Linked DNA regions of Mus musculus: region 1 is linked to region 2. The links are chromatin contacts, called in public Hi-C maps. All regions are on one chromosome and are shown on one strand. The core of a region is the stretch at or near the end of the contact, and the rest is flanking DNA. Distances in the headings are between cores, read along the strand shown.

Evidence for each region. Hi-C and Micro-C count contacts between places; a contact is called where the count stands out from the background.
Region 1: a contact with region 2 is called in a Hi-C map of the G1E-ER4 cell line, with 1.9 times the contacts expected there. The contact joins the promoter of Mindy3 here to the enhancer-like site in region 2. A contact is called at or near these places in 2 of 484 Hi-C or Micro-C datasets (the G1E-ER4 cell line and nephron progenitors), 1 of 115 datasets of contacts at active chromatin or transcription factors (embryonic stem cells) and 3 of 9 other capture datasets (adipose tissue, liver and pancreatic islet).

What each region holds. Positions count from the first base shown.
Region 1 is chr2:12,414,991-12,422,078 of GRCm38.p6, forward strand. Mindy3 (MINDY lysine 48 deubiquitinase 3) reads right to left here and starts at 4,470. Exons shown (of 15, transcript NM_024185.4): 1 at 4,169-4,470. The coding sequence starts at 4,262. It also overlaps the pseudogene Gm13321.
Region 2 is chr2:12,367,114-12,374,636 of GRCm38.p6, forward strand. The region is part of intron 10 of Mindy3 (MINDY lysine 48 deubiquitinase 3); the gene reads right to left. Among named protein-coding and RNA genes, the nearest start is that of Mindy3, 49 kb to the right of the region's middle. Within about 2 kb of position 4,913, at least 14 of the 459 cell types and tissues checked have an H3K27ac peak or open chromatin away from gene starts, as enhancers often do. A contact at or near this core is called in the G1E-ER4 cell line, where this site is marked.

The sequences.
Region 1 (7,088 bases), core at 3,220-5,719, 47 kb after region 2:
AAACATTAGTAAAAAGTCTATTATAATGCATCTATCAGGATCCATGGAAGGTTGCTTACAGTTACAATCACACGATAGAGAGTTGTTTTATTTGTGCCCTTGAACATGAGTTTGTTAATGTAAGGCTACTTTTCTTGTCAAATGTTTTTTCACTCACATTATTTCCTAGATTTAAAAGAAATTTGTTTATTACAAAAACAACAATTTCTGATTAAATCTAAAATTACTCATCTAATAACTGATTTGACAGAGAGTTTTGTAACATCTGTAACATATTGTGACACAATGAAGACAGTGACTCTGTCCTCAGTATCACATTTTATAACACCTAATTTAAATGTGGCCCATGAACCTTTTTGCAAATTTTCACTCTTTACTCTCAAGCCTCCACTGTACCCACACATCCTTCCAACCAACAGGGCAACTAAGGGCTCTAAAGTCTTAGTAGCCGGTGTAAAACCAACAGCACAGACTTGGTTCGACTACTATAAGCCACATGGTCTGGGTTAAGTCAAGTATCTGAATGGGGCCCCATTTTCCTTAGCTAATAGTGTTAGACTAGACACATTTACCCTCTGTTGTCTTTGAAGATTGTGAACCCTGGACAGCATAACATCATATGGCAGACATTTAAAATCTTTGAATTAACGAGACTATACTACATATTTAAAGTACCAAATAATTAATCCTCTCCTGTGGTAGGAACATTGTGGCTTTTAAAAAAATCGCTTGTTAGGTGAATTACAATTTAGTTATGCTAAATGAAAGGAAAACCTAAGCTCAAACTTTGACCCAAATGATCTAGTAATGAAAAGTGTATATGTGTGTGTGTGGTGTACCGCTGTGAGAGGACAGCTTGCAGAAGTTATCTTTCTCTTTCAAGCCTAGAAGTACTGAGGGTTAAACTCAGGGTCAGGCTTGGCAACAAGTACCTTTCCTTACCGACCTATCTTGCTGGCCATTTTATATTTTTTAATGATCCCTCAACTTTTCACTAACATAAAAATTTTATTTTTCATATTATGTAATAAAGACTGTCTCTTATTCCTGAACCCCTCCCCCAATCTAATTTTAATCAAGATGGCCTGCCTCATCACAAAACAAAAAACAAAACAAAACAAACCAATATTCCCACGTTAAGCTGTTATAGCCAGTACCTCTTTCCCACCACAGCTTCAGGTGAAACAATAAAACAAGAAGTTTGGAGGAAGGGACAGTGTGCTTTCTGAGCTCTGCGAAGAGCTAAGTTAAGGCCAGGAAAGCACAGGCCTCAAAGGCTTCTTAAACGATGTGTTAAGAAGCAGGGCAGCTTTTGTGCGTCACCAGAGGAAAACCTAGAAAGAGCAAAGTCCCTGACAGGGAGTCTACCGAACACCAAGTTACACAGTCAGCACTGAAAACTGAACTCTTAGTACGTCCAATGTATGAGCAATACTACTTCTGTCAGACAGAAGACACCAGTTTGGGTTCTGCTGGGACATGGTCAACATGACCACTTTCTACTATCTCCAATGCTAACATCCAGATCTGCTCCACCTTCCCTCGGGGGCTACAGCAGGGACCATCTGATTAATTACCATCTCACCTCTGCAACTCTCGACCACAGCAACCAAACCAACCTGAATCCAGAACCTCTGTCTCTTTTGCTCCAAACCTTTCAGTGAAATTCTTATTTCATTCAGAATGTGGGTCAATGCCCTTTTAATGGCTTATATGAATGACCATATTACTTTTAGAATGTTTATTCCTGCCCCCTTCCCACTGCGCCCCTCCCCCCAGCCACACTGAACCAAAAGTCCAAGGAACATTAGACACCAAGATTTGTACAGGGGTGAGGCCCTGCGTATGGAACACTTTCTTCAGATACCTACATGGCTCCCTCCAGGGACTCAAGTGTTTCCAGGACTCTCTGTCCCTTCACCTAATAACCATTGCAGGTGCTTGACGTCTGCTCTGCCAGCCCAGGCTTTGGCGGCCAGGACTCAGGACACCAGTGTGTTTTACAGGAAAAGAGCAAGTGCTGCCAATGAACTGAAAAAGTGAAAACTCATTTTCACAAGGTAGGCAAACCAGGGGAAAACGGAAACAAAAAACCAAATTGTCAAACTAAAAAGCGTCAGTTTGGAGCTGCAAGACATGGCACTGTCTTTTATCCCAGCACCCAGGAGGTCAAAGCAGGTAGATCTCTGTGAGTTCAAGGCCAGACAAAGCTACATGGTAAGACCTTATTAAAAAGCAAAAATAACTTCAATTCAAGCCTTTTATTAAAGGGATTATTGATTTTAAACAAAATTGGAGATCTGGAGAGATGGCACAGTGGCTAAAAGCACTGACTGCTTGTGAATTGGACCCTGGTTCTATTCCCAACATCCATATGCAGGCTCACAACCATACATAACTTCAGTTCCAGGGACTCCAGTGCCCTCTTTTGGCCTCTGTAGGCACAAGGTATGCACGTGGTGCACATGTATACAAAGAAGCAAAACATTCATATACATATGATTTTAAGTAAAAAATTAAAGCAAATACTTAAATAAGAATTGCTCAGAAATAACCCAAAATGCATACTTCTTTAGCTGAAGTGAATTTCCAAAGAGTTAACTGAAACCGTCCATCAATGAAAAACTAACAACTATGTGTTATTGGGTTGGCTTATTTTAACAAGCAAAGCAAAGCAACATAGTAGCTTTACAAATGTAACTTCACAAATGCAAACTCTCTGAGTGTACCTTTGCTCTACAAACCATTTTATACCTGCATCTTATTTTCCGAAGACTGAGGTTACAGCTGTCAATTCAATGCAGTTATCGACCACAAAAATCAAGCCACTTTACTAATGCAGGAAGTCCGTGCCCTATGACTACTCCCATAATCCCAAAAGACTATCGACAGCAACATTTATCACTGCCCTCTAAGAGTAGCTCTGAGCATCATTAGACTAGCAGAGGAAGGGCTGTGATCCATATTCCTTTAAAGAATGTAACCAACAATATCAGATGCCATCACAAAATCAGGGATACTTGAAGACAAGGGAACAATCTAGCAGCAAGCAACACTGTGTTTCCATTCAGAGCACCACACCTAACCACATTAATTACAACATGAAACTGCTTTCCCGTATTACTCACCTAGATCTCCACCCTCCCACCACCCATCCAAAAAACATTCCAAACACTGACGATAACTTAAAGCTCACTCGAAGGCTGGAGATGTAATGATCTTAACAGTGGCACCCTCTTTGTATCACACATTGCAGTCCCAGGGCCCCTCCCCTTTCACTCCTGCAGCAGGTTAGCCCAGAGTGGCAGAGGCACTTGCGTTCTTTGGTAAACACTCTCTCACTCAAACTCTTCCTCATCAAAAGCCATTTAGAGCAATGGTTCTCAACCTGTGGGTCGCGACCCCCTGGGAGTCGCATATTAGATATTTATATTACTACGTAACCGTAGCAAAATTACAGTTATGAAGTACTTTTATACAAAATACTTTTATAATTAGGGGTTACCACAACATGAGGAGCTGCATAAAAGGGTCACAACATTAGGATGGCTGAGAACCACTAATTGGAGCAGGGGTACTAGCTCTGGGTATCCAACAGGCCAGAGCAATGGCAATAGAACCTAACACAGAGTACCCGAGGTGTCTGAGCCGGGTTATTGGAATCAAGTCCGGGATCTAGAACTGAGCGCAGAGTCCCGAAAGTGGTCAGAGCAGGGGTACTGGGATCAAACTCTGTAGGAAAGAGTGCGAGTACCGGAAGATTAGAGTTGTACTAGTACCAAGCGCCGGTACAGGGAAAGAAAGCGAGTGCGGGAAGCCGAGCAGCCGCAGCTGGGGTACTGGGACCAAGGGCTGGTACGGGGAAAGAGTGCGGATACTAGAGGGACTGAAGCCGGGATACTAAGCGCGAGCACAGGGAAGGAGTGAGGGGACCGGAGGGGCTGGAGCTACTGGGACAGAACGCGGGTGCCCCGAGTGCCTAAAGCGTGGTTACTGGGACCAAGCACGGGTACTGGTGAAGAATGGGCATTGGGGCCAAGCGCCAGGTACCCGAGGTGATGGGGTCGGGGCGAGATGGTGGAGCGGGGGTAATGGGACCGAAAGAGGCGTCCTGGCCCGACTCCCGGAGCCCAAGCTGAGCGGCTGGAACGGAGCCCTGCCTTGGTACCTTGCGTCCAGCGGCAGAAGATGGTGTCCGACAGTCCGGGACTGCTCTTGGTGCCCCACACCAGCTCCAGCAGCTCTTTGGTCACTTCGGACATGATGGGAACTGGACAAGAAGTGGGTCTTTGCTTCTCGGACTCCGGTCCCGGAACATAGGGAAGGGGAGGCTCGAGAAAAGGGCAGCGGGACGGCAGCGGTCGGACGCGAACGGGAGGTCGAGATGGGTGAGGGCAGCACACTGCCGGCACAGACCGCCTGTCAAGCCGGGCGAAGCGGCAACTAGGAGTTTCCCCTGCCGGAAGCGGCCTGACTTCCGGCTTCCTTTAGCCCCGCCCCCGCGGAGGGCTGGGAGAAAAAAAAAAAATCTCTTCCCCGGAAGCAGAAGTGGAGAGAGAGTCTCTAAACGCTAGGAGACTTTGGCTTTTTTTGGGAGCTGTCCTGTTTGGGGATAGTTGGACTATTGACTTTTGCACTGCCCTACCAGGGGGCTGAGACCTCCTCTCCTGGACTCTGCTCTACTTTTTTTCTTAACCTTTTTTAAAAAATTGATTTCTGCTCTACTTTTGTAGCAGGCTTTGAGGCTTTTGCTGTTACCTGGTCCTTGAAATCTAGAATATTATGTAAGCTAGAATTATAAGAGGATGGGCTATACCCTTGAGTTGAAAGTTGCCTTCCTCAGTCTCTTGATAAACCTTAAAAAAAAAAAAATCCAACCAAGTCATTAGCTAGTTACACCTGTAAATGCATTTGTGTATTTAAAATACCTCTACAGGTATAACACATTACAAAGCTAACTGGGGCTAAGCTGACCTAAACCAACCAATTGATAAATAGCACAGATTTCATATCGAAATTTTAAGGCCCCTATGTTGGCAGTACTTGGGATTAAAGACCCAGGTTTTATTCAAGGATTAACATTCCATTATACTTAGTATGAAAACTATTTGTGGCATTTAAAAAAGAATTTTCATTGGTTGGCTTTGACAATTAGGAATGGAAAGGGCAAATGTGCATTATAAAAGTTTGTGGACATTGGGGTGTTTGTTTGCTTATTTGTTTCTGGAATGCAGTATTTCATACTTATTTGGAAGTCGGACTCTGAGTCATGAAAACCCCAGACTCTTCCATGCTGAATATCAAGTTAGCTTCACTCCACCTTTGATTGTTGTTCCCTAAATTAGTAATTGCCATACACTTATCACCATTACACATATTGTGAGGTATAAAAGAAAAAAAATGTGTAAAAGGATCCAGGTCCTTTCTGGCATATGGAATATATTCACAAAACAAGGGATATTTTATTCATTAAGATATTTTGTGGCAATTTGATGCAACACCAATGACTCACATTTTAGGCACCTTGCTATTTAATATAGTAATTTTTCAAGACACATAGTTTGCTGATTTCAAAATACAGATATCTTATCTTGTTCCACGTTAACTAGTTAAGATAAATGAACTCATTTTAAATCACCCAGTTTGAAAACAAGGGTTTCCTAATGTATAGTTTTTTTAAAGCATTCTTCCCTGTAGTACCAGGGGATTGCTAAAAATACCTGTTGTGACCACGGCCTTCCTCATGAGTTTTTAAAAATGTCTCTTGTATTCTCTATATTATTTTTTAAAAAATTACATTCATGCCAGGCATGATGGCACACACCTTTAATCCCAGCACTTAGGAGGCAGAGGCAGATGGATTTCTGAGTTCAAGACCAGCCTGGTCTACAAAGTGAGTTCCAGGGCAGCCAGGGCTATACAGAGAAACCCTGTCTCAAAAAAAAAAAAAAAAATTACATTTATTTATTTGTGTGTGTGTCTGTGTGTGTGTGTCTGTGTGTGTGTGTGTGTGTGTGTGTGTGTGTGTGTGTGTGTGTGTGTAAACACACTTGCACATATGGGTTTTTGCATAGCATGGCACACATGTAGTATAAGAGGAAAACCTGAGGTAATGGGGTCTTTCATTCCTGAGGATGGAAGGCATGTTTCAGGCTAGGCATCAAACTCATTAATCTGTTTTATGTGTTAATCTACTAATGTGCTATTTTATTGGTCCTAGAGTTTTCTTTAACCTAATTTTATACAGTGAATCTTAGCTATTTTATAAGACAGAATATGCATGTTATTTTACATAAAGCTTTCTTCAGTCATTACAGTCTAAACCAACAATAACTTGTGAAATTTCACAGTACTTCATCTGTAACTCTCTATGACCATGGTATCCTTACAATTGCAGAGAGTTATTTACTTTTTTCCTAAAATGCAGATGCATGAAATATTATAATAAAATAAGTATTAATCAAAGGAGTGAAACATATACTGAAAGTTAGGACTAAAATTTACTTCCTGTGACAAACCAACATTCCAGCTTTGCCAACTCTTAAGACATACATATCTCAAACGGAAGGTGTAATTTTTTTTTTGCAGTTTTTGTGATTTTATTTTAACCCAAAACATGCACACAAGCCATCTCTTCATTTTCTCCACTGCGTAGCCTGGCGATGGGATTGGTGACTCTGATGGCCAGCTGTGCTGCTCATTCTACGATGGCTCCTCGGTTCTTAGAGGACACGCTGCAAACAACCTCAGCACAGTAAGATTTGTTACACAGCCGCACTTCCAGCTCCTTGACATTGTGGACCAGAAACTTCCGGAAGCCGCTAGGCAGCACGTGCTTGGTTTTCTTGTTGCTCCGGTGACCAATGTTGGGCCTCAGGATCTGGCCCTTGAATCTTCTTCGCACCCTGTTATCGATGACTCTGGGTTTCTGCCAGTTTTACTTAATTTTCACGAATCGGTCTGGCTGGTGCCTGATGAACTTCTTGGTCCTCTTTTTGACGATCTTGGGCTTCACCAGAGGCCGGAGGGCAGAATATATACATAAATAGATGTATGTGTGTGTGTGTGTGTGTGTGTGTGTGTGTATG
Region 2 (7,523 bases), core at 3,663-6,162:
GCTCAGAGGAAAAGCTTTCAGTATTTCACTGTTGAGAATCTGTAGGCTTCTTGCATAAAGTCTTTACTGTGCTGAGGTGAATGCCTTCTATAAAAATCTTGGTGGAGTTTTACTCATCTAAACATACTGAATCCTGTCATATGCTTTTGCCCTCCCCCATCCAGTAAGCTAATCATAAAGCTAGTATCCTTCGTTCTTTTGGCGTGCTGTGTCATACGTATTGATTGGTATCTTGGAACATCCCCATATGCCAGTAACGCAATCCTGGGTGTGGATGATTTGGTTGGATTGGTGCTGCTTTGTACTCAAATGCTAAATATTGGCCCCCAAGACTTGGTTGCCTCTGCAAGCAGATCCTCATGTACACCAAATGATGTTGTATAAGCCTTGTTCCCCAATTTAAAGCTACTGGTTAAATAAAAATAGCTACAGTCAATTACCATGGAGAATAGACGTAGACAGAACTTAAGTTCCTGGGCTGGGAGTAGCATGTAGGGACCACTAAAAAGAGGAAGAAGAGGAAGAGGAGGAGGAGGAGGAGGAGGAGGAGGAGGAGGAGGAGGAGGAGGAAGGGAGAAGGGAGAAGGGAAAAGGGGAAAGGGGAGAAGGAGAAATATGATATGGGGAGCAGGGGGTCTTCCTTAGATGTCATAGACCAGGAACACTTGGCCCAGTGAGGACAGACTGGTAGAGCAGAAATAAGCCAGGCAAGACTCAAATGGCAAATACTTGGGGAACGAAGCTAGAGAATTAACAGTGAAGTGTATAGAAAAATAGATTAAGGAAAATTCACCCAGTAATTGTGCTAAAGCTGATTTTAAAAATTCCATAGGACTCTGCTTCAATTATTGGGAGGGCTTGCTGGGTCATATTAGTAATAATAGTTATTAAATAACATTTAAAAATTCCATTTACACTATCTGTTTTATATGGTGCTGAATTCCATGTGCTCACATTTGCTGAATTTTGTGTCTGTGACCATCAAGGATGCTGGCTTCCCTCCTTTCCTGCCATTTTGTCTTCCTGTTGTGTAACCCGTGCTTCTCCTCTCCCCAAGCCTCCTGTGTGCTGTGATCACATGAGTATCCCAACCCTGCCTGACCTGCCTTGTGTAGCCACTGTCTACTTTAGGTGTCAGTGCAGTGCTGGATCCAGAGTCCAAAGTACTCCTTCCTCTCATTTTCTTAAATTACTTTTTAAATATAATTAGATAGTTGTACTTGTCAAAGAAATTAATTTTCTTAGGTTATTTTTTGGTATGTAATTATTCATTGTGGTCTCTCATAACCATGGAGCAGAAGGATTACCACTGTAAAATGTTCATACTGCCCAGAGTGATTTGTAGATTCAATGCAGTATCTACTAAAATTTTAATATCTTTTTCATAGAAATAGAGAAAAGAATCTTAAAATTCCACAAAAGAGCCACCAAAGGACTTCAATAGGCAAGCAGTGACAAGCACAAAGAACAAAAGGGAACAAGAGTATGGTGCTGATAAAGAGTGTGCTGATAAAGCCGTGTTGCATGCTGACTATCAGTACAGAACACACAGCCCAGAAATTAATCTTGGCATGCAATTGAGCTTAAATAACACCATCGAGATGGCCCAGTGAGGAAGGTGCTTGCTGCCAAGGCTGACAACTTGAATTCAATCCTGTTAATCATATAGTGGAAGGAAAATTCCTGAAAGTCTTTCTCTGACTTCTGTGTGTGCATGTTTGTGCACATACATACAGAGTAATAATTATTAAAAATAGATTAATAGGCAGAGAGAGGTGTCTTTACACTGTAAGGAAGAATGGATTTCCACATCAAAAGCAATGGAATTGGACTCGTAGTTCACATCAGATATGAGCATCATTTCAAAATGGATCACAACTTCAACGTACGAAAAAGAACTCTATAACTACAGAAGAAAACAATAGGGAAAAACCAAATGACACTGGCCATGGCAGTGATTCCAGGGTCTCACTCCAAATCCCAGGACTAAAGCCAGCAACAGCCAAATTTAAAACCCATACTTGTAAACCATGTCATAAAGAGTTACTATCTCAAATATATAAGGAGCCCAAATTTAATATTAAGAAAACAAAAATCCAATTTAAAAAGTGGGGAGGTACATGACTAGACATTTCTCAAGACACACAAAATGCCACATAATTAACTGAAAACAAACAAATGAAAAAGCTCAGTATTGGGACTCTGGGAAATGCAAGTTATGGCAAAAAATATGAAATTTCCTTGTTACTGTCAGAAAAGACAAATGTCAGCAAGAAAGTTAAAATAGCTGTTGCCATGGTGGTTAGGAATTAATGTACAACAGCCCAGCCATTTTGAAAAAACCGTGTGGAAATTCTCTGAAAGAACTACTGTAAAATCCAGCAATCCCAAAACTTTGGGATAACCCTAAAGATTTGAAGTCAGGTGCACTGTCAAGTCATAGAAACAAATCAAATGTCTCATAATAGATGAATGAATTAACAAAAGCAGCATACAATGGAACGCTCCTCAGTCTTAACAAAAAGAACTATGGTCATTTCCACTACCAGCCCCAGAACTGGAAACGATTGCAGGATGAGCCAGGCACAGAAGGGTAAGTGGTTCTTCTTCTCACTGATGTGTAAACTCTAAAGCAACTGAATTCACAAGCATAGATCAGAATGGTGATTACAGAAGATGGGGCATAAGAGGAATAGGGCGACTGAAGGAAGGTTTTCCCTTTCAGTTCTAGTACATACTATGAGAAGTACAGACAGTAGGTGACTACACCTCAAAACTGTTTAGATGGTAAATCTTAAGTATTCTCCCCAAATATCCTAAGGGTTGGAGGTAATGGACACTAACTTACTTCCATAGTGAGTTCATGAGTTAAAATATTTCTTTACACTCCACAAATTTATACCTATACATTTACAATTTGTAATAAAGAACTACAGTAGTATTCTGTGTAAGAACAGAAGCAAATTACTCCATTTAGGGGAATGAGTTGGCCGATAATATAAACAAAGCGTTATGTTACTATTCTTAAGTGAACTTTGGGAAATGTACTTTTGTTTGTAAAGTTGAGGGAAGAGACACTGCCATTTCCACTGGAACAAGAAGGGTTACATTAACATCCCCAGCAGAAGTGTCTCAAACACAGACTCACAAGAAAGAACTTAAAGGTGCCTTGTGTCTAAATTCCAAGCATCAAAAGATAAAAGCATGTTCCATGCTAACCCAGCAAGATATGAGACTTGAACAAAAGAGCACATTGTTCTCTTGGTTCTGCTGGCCACCTTGCTCTGTCAGGATGCTGGGGAGAAGCAAAGTTCCTAGCATAAAGAGCCATGGCTGCGGGATCCATGTGGCAAATTTGGCTGCATATTCAATGTATTTGTGTACCAAATTTAACCAGAAATATAACTCCTTCTTAATTTGGAGTGTTTTTTTTTTAAAGATTTATTTATTTATTATATGTAGTATACTAGAGCTGGGTTCAGACACTCCAGAAGAGGGCATCAGATCTCATTATGGATGGTTGTGAGCCACCATGTGGTTGCTGGGATTTGAACTCAGGACCTTGAGAAGAGTAGTCGGCGCTCTTAACCACTGACCCATCTCACCAGCCCCCTGGAGTGTTTTATAATCCTAAAGCAGAATACTTCAGTGAGGGCATCATAATTCTCAAATTTCCTATTTTACATCGAGGAAATAAACTAAAACTTTCATGAATAATTGTGTGAGTATGAAGAGGACTCTCTCCTTCAGAGTTTCTACTTCTAAGACAGTAAGAACTCTCACACTTCATTCCCATTTAGCACATTGCCAGTCTTCCAATACACACATCCATAGTTTCTCCTTCTCCTCGACTAGCTCTTCCTCACTTTGGCTCACCTATTAGTCTGTAAAGAAAGACTTTATCTTTGCACTTCATGTCACAGTACTTACAACATTTTCATTATAGTGATCTTAACAAAATTACCTTATAATGTGATGTTCAAATAGATACCACTCAGCCTCCAATCTCGCACCCAGCACTGAGTTCTAACTGAAGAGGCCTTGATGATGTACTTCTAAGTCACTCACATTGTCAGAGTTACTTGCCTTTTCTTCATCTCTACTCTAACCACTTAGGAAAGAGCTGCAAAAGGTTAAAGCATCCGAAACTCAAATATTCTCTCTCTCTCTCTCTCTCTCTCTCTCTTTTCGAGACAGGGTTTCTCTGTGTAGCCCTGGCTGTCCTGGAACTCACTCTGTAGACCAGGCTGGCCTCGATCTCAGAAATCTGCCTGCCTCTGCCTCCTGAGTGCTGGGATTAAAGGTGTGCGCCACCACGCCTGGCTTTCAAATTCTCTTGGGAAGAAAACATCTTAAACACAAAAGTCAAATGTGTTCAGTTAGAGTTACCTTCAAAATTATTTTTGTCCTAAAATGACCTCTATATATTCGCATGACACAATCAGTGCTTTGGCCATGGCGCTCTTAGGATGAGTCATCTGTCTTTAGCTCATTTAGAGGTCAACAGGGACTGCTGGAGAACACCACAGCCTTCAAGACCAGCCAGCTTCATTCCTGTTAACTAGTGCTGTTCTGAGGCAGAGAAGCAGGAACTGAGATACAAAGGGCATACCCAATATGCCACAGTCAGGAATCTGAGCCATGTCTCTGTTTCATGCAGCATTCTGTGTCCTATCAGCATAATTATTCGCCTGCACACAGTCTTTTTACAATGTTGTAACTTTACCTCTTCTTAATGTGTATTGAAATGCAGGCCCGTGCTGGCTAGGTACCAGCAGGGTAACTGAGGAGGTCTTTAAAATCTGCTCATCACACCTTTCTCCACCATCAAGAAGAATCTGTGGTTGTAATCAAAGAACCTCGAGCAGGTTAGTTACCCAGTGCAGCAAGTGCAGCTACAAAAACGCTATTTTAACCTGCAGACAGTTTATATTGCCATTAAGAGTCCCTCCAAACCAGAAGAGAAATGTAACTGACTTTTGATTTTAAGTAAAATCTAAAGCCACTTCATAATCTACTTCATCCTGACTTGGTCTTGTTAATTATACAAAAAATCATTTGGGAACTACCAAGAAATATTTTTTTTGTTTTTGTTTTTGTTTTTTTTAAGAAATATTTTTTAGTTAACCATTAAATGTTCTCAAAACACATAGTATCATTTAAAGCTAGGTAAGTAGCAGTCTTTTTTTTTTTTTTTTTTTTTTTTAAGTTTTCAGTTTTAAAAAACATGCAGAAGCCCCAGGCTACCTCCACAGTAGCCATGCTATGTGGTACTTTTCCTGTTGTAAGAGCAAAACCCAAGTCATCAGCATAGAAAAAGCCTTTGAGATTGTTCGTCCACACAACTCTAAGCTCTACATGCATAGTAAAAGCACACAGCAATGGGAGGCAATGTCTGTAAGGGCAATAAGAAATTCCTGCACTATAATCATTAACGTCACTAAGAGAAATGAGTAGCCCTCTCTCCATTGCTGTACATGTGAAACCCACATGTGTAACTATCTTTTTAATCCGGCCAGATGCTTCATGCCCAATGCTTCTGGGTACCTACTTTGTAATGTATCAAGACTGCTACTATATTTGGTCTGCCTTTAGAGCAATTTAGAAAATACTCTTTCAATTTCCCTATTTTATATAGATAATTCAGTAAGAATTAAAAACAAAGCAAGAGTTAGCAATCACATTGTCAAAGATGTCAAGGCTAGACCAAAACTGTAGACCAAGATTTCAGTAAGCACATTTAGGAATGATCATATATTAAGTATATAATATTTATATAAAATAAAAGCTACTTCCAGTAATAAACTCTACTGACTACAGTCTTTTCCTTCAATTAAATAGCTAAAGCTGTGGACTCAACCACCGGCTAAAGAAAACCAGGCTTTATCAAGACAGAACAGCTTTAAGGCCCCCCGCCCAGGATGCTCTATCTTCTTTAGGCAATCATTTGATTCTCTATTGCAACAGACAAGGGGGGCAGGCCCTGCTTCCTGGAAGCAGGGACACTGAGGCAGAGGAAGGCTGCAGTTATCCACAGCAGACAATCCACTGTGATGGAGGGTCACAGTTAACCACAGCAGATAATGCACTCAGCCAGAGCACAGCAGAGAGGACAACAGGACAAGGAATGCTTAAGTCCAGGCAGGACACTGACAGTCTACTCCACAGTCCTGCTAAAGTCATCAAAAACAGAAAGGTTCCCTTCTTTGGTGGTGATACAAATCATCAACAGAATCTTAAATTAATAAATTAGCCTAAAATATGCTAAGCTTAGGAAAGCTTATAGTTAAAACTTCATGTTTTTAAGACCAAAATAATTGAAAATGACTAATTTGTATAGACTTCTTATCAAACTTTCAAATATTTTAGGTAAAATTATTTGTTATATTTATTTTGGAAAACATGTTAAGTTACACAAATTATGATTTAATCTAAAATAAATACTTTAGTTTCTTAAATCTATTCTTCTCCTGTCGTGTCTGTTATAAAATATAAACATTAGCAGAAATAGTAAGATCTAAGACAGACGGATAAGATGATTAGCTTCACTAAGATACAGAAGTAAATTATTCCAGAATGCTCAGGAATTACGTATTTTAATTCTCAAGAGTTTTATCCAATAATTAAAGATACATAAGGGCTATTTTTCCTCAGAATACTAAACATTAAAGACTATAAAACATTCCATTTATTTTCCACTACAACAGAACTGAGAAGTTTGAAAGGACCTAAAGAAAGGATCTCACTCCCTCTTACTTCACTGTGGTGGTAAATGGGTCACCACACAGAGTAGCCTGCTCTGCACTGCAATCACAGAAATACGGTGCACTGTATACTGTGTTTCTCCTTTACACTAAATTAAGCTTCTTTATGTAATTTCTGTTTAAATGATAATGTGTATTCATATGCTCTTACCTGAGAGGAAATGCACTTTATTATAGGAAAGATCAAAGATGATACTGTGCATACATGTATGTGTGAATGTGTGTGCATGCACGTGTGAATGCACACGTACAGAGAGAAAGGAGAGAGAGGGAGAGAGAATATATGAAAATGAGATTTTACAGCTCCAAAATAGGACAAAATCAAGGCTACAAATATCACATCAACATCAAAAGGAAACTTGAAATGACTTTGACAAGAATTTAGACCTTGTTCTTTTGAAACCAAAACTCCTTGAGTTGTTTAGGTTAGTAACAATTTTTTAAAATGTTGGTTTAGCAATGACTAACCCACAGTTAGGCTAAAATGCACAATAAGATGACCATCCAATAATATCTAAAGTATTATTTTCAAATGTAAAGTTCTCAAAGAACAAAGTATTCCAGGCAATTAATTCCTAAACCCATTAACAAAAAGAGGCAGAGAGTCCCAGGTGAAAATCATGGTTGGAGGAGAACAAGCTAAGAGGACAACGACCCAAACACTGAGCCTGTCACACGGCAAGAGCCTGTCACACAGCAGGAGCCTGTCACACTGCAGCCTTTAAGTGTGCAAGCATGTCTCATGCAGGCACGTGCGAC